Regions from separate parts of the Danio rerio genome. Here region 1 is linked to region 2. A link is a contact called in public HiChIP or PLAC-seq data. All regions are on one chromosome and are shown on one strand. The core of a region is the stretch at or near the end of the contact, and the rest is flanking DNA. Distances in the headings are between cores, read along the strand shown. Region 1 holds the start of si:dkey-81l17.6 (a long non-coding RNA gene). Region 2 holds the start of cramp1 (cramped chromatin regulator homolog 1).

The links. HiChIP or PLAC-seq counts read pairs in DNA pulled down with a chosen protein or histone mark.
Region 1: an H3K4me3 HiChIP or PLAC-seq map of gastrula embryo shows a contact between it and region 2, with 2.4 times the contacts expected there. The contact joins the promoter of si:dkey-81l17.6 here to the promoter of cramp1 in region 2. A contact is called at or near these places in 2 of 4 datasets of contacts at active chromatin or transcription factors (embryo and gastrula embryo).

The regions. Positions count from the first base shown.
Region 1 is chr3:14,738,261-14,742,650 of GRCz12tu, reverse strand. si:dkey-81l17.6 (a long non-coding RNA gene) reads left to right here and starts at 2,238. Exons shown (of 2, transcript NR_170142.1): 1 at 2,238-2,491.
Region 2 is chr3:14,554,820-14,559,374 of GRCz12tu, reverse strand. It overlaps cramp1 (cramped chromatin regulator homolog 1), which reads left to right and starts at 3,291. Exons shown (of 20, transcript XM_005163839.5): 1 at 3,291-3,399. The region is part of intron 1 of LOC137490042 (a long non-coding RNA gene); the gene reads left to right. jpt2 (Jupiter microtubule associated homolog 2) reads right to left here and starts at 1,239. Exons shown (of 5, transcript NM_199575.2): 1 at 1,060-1,239. The coding sequence starts at 1,115.

The DNA.
Region 1 (4,390 bases), core at 989-3,488, 180 kb before region 2:
GTATCGTGTCTCACTGTTAGTAATGGTCAGTTCTAAGTGACTATCCAGCCAAACAAATTCGGAAAGTTCCTGAAAAGGAAGTAGAAGGTGGTGATGATGATGCTTCTGGCCAAAAAAAGACTCATTTTGCGTATGTGGAAGCTCAAATGCAAATCTAAACATGCATTTCACACCCTTGAAATGAAACATTCTCTGGCTACCATTAAATGTAGCACTTAAAATGTTTTAATGAGGCAAACTTATTATCCATTTATTGAGAATCTTTTTTTTTTTTTTACATTTATTTGTGATAACTTTCTCAAGTTTTAACAAAACATTTTGTACAATCAAGGTTGTAATTTTCACCCCATTTTTGAACATTGCCACCGAAATGAATTAGCAAACAAACAAAATTAAAATACAATTACAATAGGAATAGAAAAAATATAGCAAAACAAAATAATAATAATAAATAGAAAGAATAAAATAATAATACAAATATATAATACATAAAATAAAAAATAAACTTTAAAAATAATTTAAATAAATAATTACCTACAGTACATGATAATGCAAATCAATAATCTGATACATTTATAGTGGTCTTTTACATAAATTTGAAACCAAATTATTTAAGTGATCACAATGAAACCTGTTTGCACAGTTATATAAATCAGATAAAGGAGAGAGTCTTCCTTGTTTTAAAATCTGTGATCATAGGTTGTCATGTCTCAAAATATTTGGACAGATCCCTTCATTAGATATTTAATTTTCTCTAATTTCAAATATAAAATCAGATCACACATCCACATTGAAGCTTTAGGTGAAGCTGCTGATTTCCACTCTAGTAGTATTCTTTTCCTTGCTAACAAAGTAGCGAAGGCAGTAACATTTATTTACTTGTTTGTCAACGATAACTTGCTTTCTGGTACACTAAAATAGCTAACTCAACACCAGGATATGTCTCTAAATTAAAGGCTTCATTTAATGTTTTAAACATTTGTGCCTAATAGTCACTCAACTTTTCACAAGTCCAGAACATATGGAAAAAGTCTTCCTTGTCACTTTTACATCGATCACACAAGGATATATTTTTGGGTCTACGCAGGAACTGGATCCATTTACTCAGAGCTTATACTTATTTCATCAGGTATTTAAGTTCCAATATATTAAGAATCTTTAATTATTTTCCCAATATTTCACTCGTGATTTTTAACAGAGCAAGGACATTTTCAGTGCATTTCCCATTTTTTTTAAAGTCTTATTTCTTTTAGTTTAAAAAAAATAAATGTCAATATTAGGTCAATATTATTATTAATATTAAAATAAATATATTTTTATTGGTCACTGTTGTCCAATCTCTGGCCTAATTGTCAAAGTAACCTAATTTACTTGGTTAAGCCTTTGAGATTAATATTATCTTGCAAAATAACTAAGATATGATGTACTGTCATCATGGCAAAGGTAAAAGAAATTGCTTATTAGAAATTAGTTGTTAAATTATGTTTAAAAATATGTTGGAATATGCAGCTGGAAGAGCATCTGCTACGTAAAAGGTGCTGGATATGTTGGTGGTTAATTCCACTGTGGATGGAAATGAATGAATATGTTTTTATAAACTCTCCATTAAACAGCACTTGAGAAATATTAATACATAATATTAATACATAAAGGGATAGTTCACACAGAAACCACAAAGTTGATTTGACAAAAAAAAAGATATTAATCCAGAAAAAACAAACAAAACTGTTACCCTGATGAAGGCATACTCTTGCCGAAACGTGTAGGTTTTTAGAGATTTAGCCATGTGAATAAAGGCTTTTTAAATTTTTCACATTTTTCGAGTGCCTTGGACTGATTCTTTTTGTTGTTTTAAAAAAAAAAAGATTTTGAAAAATGTTGGAAAACAGCAGCTATAACCTCCATAGGATGATCAACCAATACTATTGAAGTCAATGGCTACAAATCTTTCATAACATCATCCTTTATGTTCAACAGAAGAAGCTCGAAACGCTTTGGAGCCAGGTAGAGATGGTATTTTTTTTATTTATGTTGATGTTTGGGGTGTGCCCTCAGTTTAATATTTAATGACTTTGATATAAAACAAAAACAGCCTCTTTTATCCGTATCGCTTGGTTTTCTATAATAGTGAAAACATATGTATTATAATAAAGCAAGCGCACTCTTCACCCATTAAAGAAACAACAACACAAAAAGATGCTCCCTTTACTGATCAGCTGGCCGCGGCTATTATTATCGCCCGCTGCATCTGTTTCTCGCAGGGCGGCCAGCAGTGTTGAGCAGCCGGGAAGGGTTTGCAGTCCGCCGGACACACAGCCCAACATTTCTCCTCTCTGGTGACCGAACGTCTTCCGCATCTCCCTCATCATGCTGGACGTCCTGATATTGATGTTTTTCGCCATCATCGGCCTCATGTTCCTGTCCTACATCATCTACATGCTGTGATTGTGTCGACATGGACGCGCCTCGGGACGGATCGCGAAACACAAAGGTTGGTGATGAAATGCAGCAAATAATGGAGGAAGAGCAGCGTTGTGTTGTTTTTAAGAGGGGGTTTTGATTGATGGTGTTTGTGGGTGGGCGCTTACCTAAATGTACTTATCATTAGGCTATGGTTAGAGCAAATGGTAATATTGGAATAGTTAGGTCTGTCATGTTATATAATATTAACATTTATTAATGCGTAATACGAGGAATCACACAACATGACGCGGGTTTACATTAGCTATAATAATGCTGTAGGCCTCGTGCAGATATGGAGAACCAAACCTGCTAAAAGAAGATGTGTATATATGGTGTAGGCTATAAATAAAGTTGAAGTCGAATTATTAGCCCCCTTGTTTATTTTTTTACCCCAATTTCTGTTTAACGGACAGACGATTTTTTTCACCACATTTCTAAACATAATAGCTTTAACTCATTTCTAATAACTGATTTATTTTATCTTTGTCATGATGACAGTAAATAATATTTGACTAGATATTTTTTAAGACACTTCTATACAGCTTAAAGTGACATTTAAAGGCTTAATTAGGTTAACTAGGCAAGTTATTTTGTAATGTTTGTTCTGTAGACTATCAAAAAACAATATAGCTTAAAGGGGCTAATAATTATGTCTTTAAAATGGTGTTTAAAAAATAAAAAAATCTGCTTTTATTCTAGCCAAAATAAAACAAATATGACTTTCTCCACAAGAAAAAAATATCAGACATACTGTGGAAACCCTTAAATGCCTCAGGCAAATCTGTGAAAAACTTGTCTTCAAGGAGGTCAATTGAAGTAAATACAAAAATCAGTATGTGCAGTAAAGTATGATGAATATGTTAGTAATCTATCAAATTAAATTTAGGGTAAAATTAAGTTTTTATTCACCTAAACCCAACTGTCCACCTATGTGGACGCCAGAGGAGTCAGATTGCATAAAAGTCCTTTTTTTCTGTAACCTGCTAATATATCTATTCTATTTTTCAAAGATGTTATCAATTGTCGTATATTGTTATAAAACAGACAATTAACAAATACATCAACATAAATAGTCGTTTAAAATGACATATTACATATGCCCTGTGTCCTGACTGTTTTAAGGGCTTTTACACGAAAAATAATAATTTCCTGCGTGCTGTAAAGAACCCAGTTTCAACTAAAAATACTGTAACTGAGATGATTTAAAAAGAAGTAAGATAAGGATGAAATAATAAGTTGTTACAATCAGCATTACAGTTGAAGTCGAATTATTAGCCCCCTGTTTATTTTTTCCCAATTTCTGTTTAACGGAGAGCTGATTTGTTCAACACATTTCTAAACATTATAGTTTTAATAACTCATTTCTTATAACAGATTTATTTTATCTTTGTCATGATGACAGTAAATAATAGTTTACTAGATATTTTCAAGACACTTCTATACAACTTAAAGTGACATTTAAAGGCTTAACTAGGTTAATTAACTAGGCAAGTTATTGTATAACGATGGTTTGTTCTGTAGACTATCCTGAAAAAGATATAGCTTAAAGGGGCTAATAATTTTGACCTTAAAATGGTTTTCAAAAAAATAATACTGACTTTTATTCTATCGGAAATTAAAGCAAATAAGCTTTTCTCTTGTAGAAAAAAACATTATCAGACATACTGTGAAAATTTCCTTTCTCTGTTAAACATCATTTAAGAAATATTTAAAAATGAAAAAAAATAATAATAATAAATTCAAAAGGGGGCTAATAATTCTGACTTCAACTGTATATAACTGCTGTTATTATTGTTCCTACAATATGCATTTTATTGTTATTATATTGTACCATTATTGTTTTTCAAGAGTTCACACTTAGATACTGTTTGACAACTTGTTAGCAAGTTAGCAGGTTTGGCATGCTGTCCCGGGAGAGAACCCTGAG
Region 2 (4,555 bases), core at 2,042-4,541:
ACATTAGATTAGTCAGTACTGAAGCCAAATCTGGAGCTTATCTAACAAAATAGCTTACGATAAAGGTCCAAAAACTAAAACGTCTAAATTTAGACATAACAGAAAAACATACAATACAAAATTTAAAAATAAGGGAAAATCAAGAAGCAAAAATTTTTTTTGTTGGTGAAATTTTGTAGATTGTAATTGTTTCTTCAATATTTTGCTTTAATTGTATTATCTTTTTATTTGTATGTTTGGTGATTGAAATTATTTTTAATAAATATATCCGTTTAAGAAATCTGTTATGGTTAAATGCACCAAAATACATTGTCTATTTTCATCGTGCAGTCCTAATTAATTATTAATATCTTAATTGTGTAAGTACTCATGAAACTGCACAAGTGCGCCACTAAAGATTGTGAGGCGGAATGCCGCAACTGCAGTTGCAAGTTTAGGCGGTCAGGCTTTCATGGGCCCTCTCAAGTTTTATCCAATGTCTAAATCCACGTTTTAAACAACAGTTTATATTTTTCTATACGAAAATTAAAACAATAAAATACAAGAAAATATGCGAAAAGTGTTTAATTTCATAACAAGAACGCTTTAAAAAGGAAATGTGTCCATTTCGAAGTCTACATTAAGCATATATACGTTTAATATTTTACGTTTTAAAACATGGTCACCATTTTTTATTAAAACACGCATTTATTTAAAAGTATAATACATCTATGTGGCTGCTAAACTTTGAGCATCGACAAATATGCCGCTAACGGCTAAACAAATGAACATTGACTAACGCTTCATTAAAGCAAAGGAAGACTGTTTGTATTGTCATATTTCACCGCCAACACACTACTGCTCTTTACCTATTGAGTAATATTAGGTAATAGGACCTCGTAACGTGCATAACAGTTTCGTCGCTTGGCTAATATGAGTTAGCATGAAGCGCTTGTCCATGCTAAAGTTCCTCTTTCAAGATTCACGACCGCTGATTCACATGAACACATGTAAGTGTCAACAACAAACCACTACAAACAAAGATTAGCTGCAGGTAAACTCGCAGCACTGCGCCCATACCTTGAACTTGATTTGCCACTAGCCTCAAGTCCCTGAAACATGTTTGTGGAAGTCATGATTGCTTGTCTCGGTCTGCCGCGACGCGACGCAACAACTTCAACAACAGCAGAAAGTGCCCTGCCACAACCGCTGACTGCAAATCTACACTAAAAAAAGAAAAAGCCTCGTCCGACCACGCCCAGAAAGGCTTGGACAGAGTTCACCTATGACATATGCGCATTCAGGACAGAGCTGCACATATGATTAGGCGACTGGCTGTCTCACAAATCAATCTGGCCGAAGTGGAATTCTATTGGCTGTAAGACTATAAATGGTCTGGGCTCGGATGCTGATTGGTCAGCTGAATTGACGTCTCGTTTTCCTGTTTGTTGAAGCGTAATTATAAATTAATGGAGAGAATATATGTTTTTTCATAATATAATATAACGCAAAATACAATAAAATATATAAAATAAAATAATATATCATATGATATTATTTCATATTTAATATTTTATATAATTTTATTTAATATTATAATATTTTTAGCATATTATAATATAATTATATAATATAAAATACACAATAAAATTATATAAAATAATATAATATAGAATAAAATAATGTATAATAATATAATATAATATAATACAAAATAATATAATATAATATAATATAATATAATATAATATATAATATAATATAATATAATATAATATAATATAATATAATATAATATAATATAATATAATATAATATAATATAATATAATATAGGGCGAAGCAGTGGCGCAGAAGGTAGTGCTGTCACCTCACAGCAAGAAGGTCGCTGGGTCGCTGGTTTAAGCCTCGGCTCAGTTGTCGTTTCTGTGGTTTCCCCCACAGTTCAAAGACATGTGATACAGGTGAATGGAGTGAGCTAAATTGCCCGTAGTGTATGAGTGTGTGTGTGTGAATGTTTCCCAGAGATGGGTTGTGGCTGGAATGACATCCGCTGCGTAAAAAACTTGCTGGATAAGTTGGCGGTTCATTCCGCTGTGGTGACCCCGCATTAATAAAGGGACTAAGCTGACAAGAAAATGAATGAATGAATAAAATATTATTTTATATAATATAAATAAAATAATATAAAATAATATAATATAAATATAATTTAATATAAAATAACATAATATAATACAATATAACACAATATAAAATAACATAATATAACACAATAGGACAATACAATAATATAATACAATAGAATATACTTTATATATATATATATATATATATATATATATATATATATATATATATATATATATATATATATATATATATACACACATACACTACTTATATACACTATATATATATATATATATATATATATATATATATATATATGTGTGTGTGTGTGTGTGTGTGTGTGTGTGTATGTGTGTATATATTTGTGTGTGTTTGTGTGTGTGTATGTATAATGTATATAAAATGTTACGTTCATAAACTACATATAAAATTTTTAAGATTTGTTACAAGCATGAAATATAATATAATAAAGCTTTTATTAAATTATCTGAATAAATTTAATAAGAATTAAAAAAATTCTAATTTGTGCAAACAAGGATTGATCGCTGAAAACAAAGATCACTTCATCAATGCTTTCAAGATTGTCTAATAAACGTTATTTGTATGATCTGAGAAAACCTTTGCATTTTATGTTTTGTTTTATATTCAGTTTTTTAATATTGTGTATTATAAATAATCTTGACTTAATTATGAAAATATATAAAATATCACATACTAAATTATATATTATAAACAAAATACCAGTGAAAAGTAATGCTCAATAGAAATATATTGCAGTATTTGAATAAAAATAAAATATTAACTTTGAACGTCACAATAAATATACAACATATTATACATGACATATGTATAACATACAAACCCACAGTTTACTGATATAAGAACAGGAAACTAATAAATTAAACAAAACTTGACTTTCATTGCGCTCATTTACCGTCCCTCATTGTTTCTGTGTCGTCTTTGTTCATTTTGGGTGGGACCGTTATTTTAAAACATTTGTCACGATGAATAAAATGACGCAGGGTAAACGTACGTTATAATTGGCTTCTTTGAAAAAACGCCCCCTACACATTCCACCGTTGATTGGACTATATCCCCGTCAATCATTTTACGCAGCCAGCAACGCGCAACGCACAGACCAATCAGTGGATTTGTTTTTGAGCTGTGGTGGGCGTGTGTGACAGCAGAGGAAAACAGGAAGCGATGCAGTACTCACTGCTTCTCCTGCTACCCCTCCGGTTTTGTCTTTCTGGATACCGTGAAGGCCAAAAGGACATCGTATAAACAGGTAGAGAGAGTGTCAAATCATTTTTATTAAGGCGTATGTGTGGATCACACATCTGAGCGAATTATACGGGTTTACCGCAAACATAACGGTAAATGTTTAGCTAGCAAGTTAGCAAAGCAACTTTCTCAACGAATGTGCAGCTGGCAAGGCTGGTTGGCTAACGTTAGACATGTTGCTTTCGCTCATGCTGAAACCAGACTAATATCTTCTCTGTTTCGCAATGATAAATACTACTACTACTACTAATGATAATAATTATATTAATGTCTACCATAAACAAGCTTTCAGTGGACTGACAAGCATGTGTAATTAAAGTAAACACCCTCTATTATAAAGACTTTGACGACTAGCTTTCAGAACTAACTGAGAGTTTATAATCTGGCTCATTTTTGAGACTAAATCATCTATATTCATGCCTAAATTGAATCCACAAATGTGTATGTGTGAAATTCTCAAGCAGGTAGATGTATTATTAAGACTTTATGTCACCTATAGTGTTCACTCGCGTGAGGTTATTCTCCAAGCACATACATGCTTGATGTTTAACTGTTAAAGCAATGGAGATGTTTCACAGAATGCTCAAGAGGATGAAATGAACGCATTTGGTTTTATCTGAGGTTTTGGTGTCTGTTGGACATTGACAGCTGCAGCTGTAGGGAGCAGTGGTTGAGCAGCTGAAGTGAGCCTAGCTAGATCTGATTTCATAAAGACATTATTAAAAGGCTATTCGTGGAGTAAATCAAGCTGGAAGTTGATTTGAGCCCAAGATAAAGTGAGAGTTCTCAGTCTGGAGTGCAGTAGTGTTTCAAATATACTGCACATCATGTTTCTCTAACATCTAAACATGCATGTAAATCATTAACAACACGTATTTATAGTAAACAACTAAGTTGCTCACTCTTTTTTTCATTTTTGACAAAGTGTGAAGCTCTTAAACTTAAGACACACCCTAATCAAGCAAGCAAGGCGCTTATTGAGAAATGCACATTTTTTTATTTTAACACACACTAAAGATCTGCATATATTACACGTGTGTGTGTTTATATATATTTACTTGTTTTAATGTTTTATTTACTTCTGTTTGTGCAAAGCACCACACCACACCCCCTGCGAGTACGTGATCTATATATGTGCTCGATCAAGTCTGTCCTGCCTG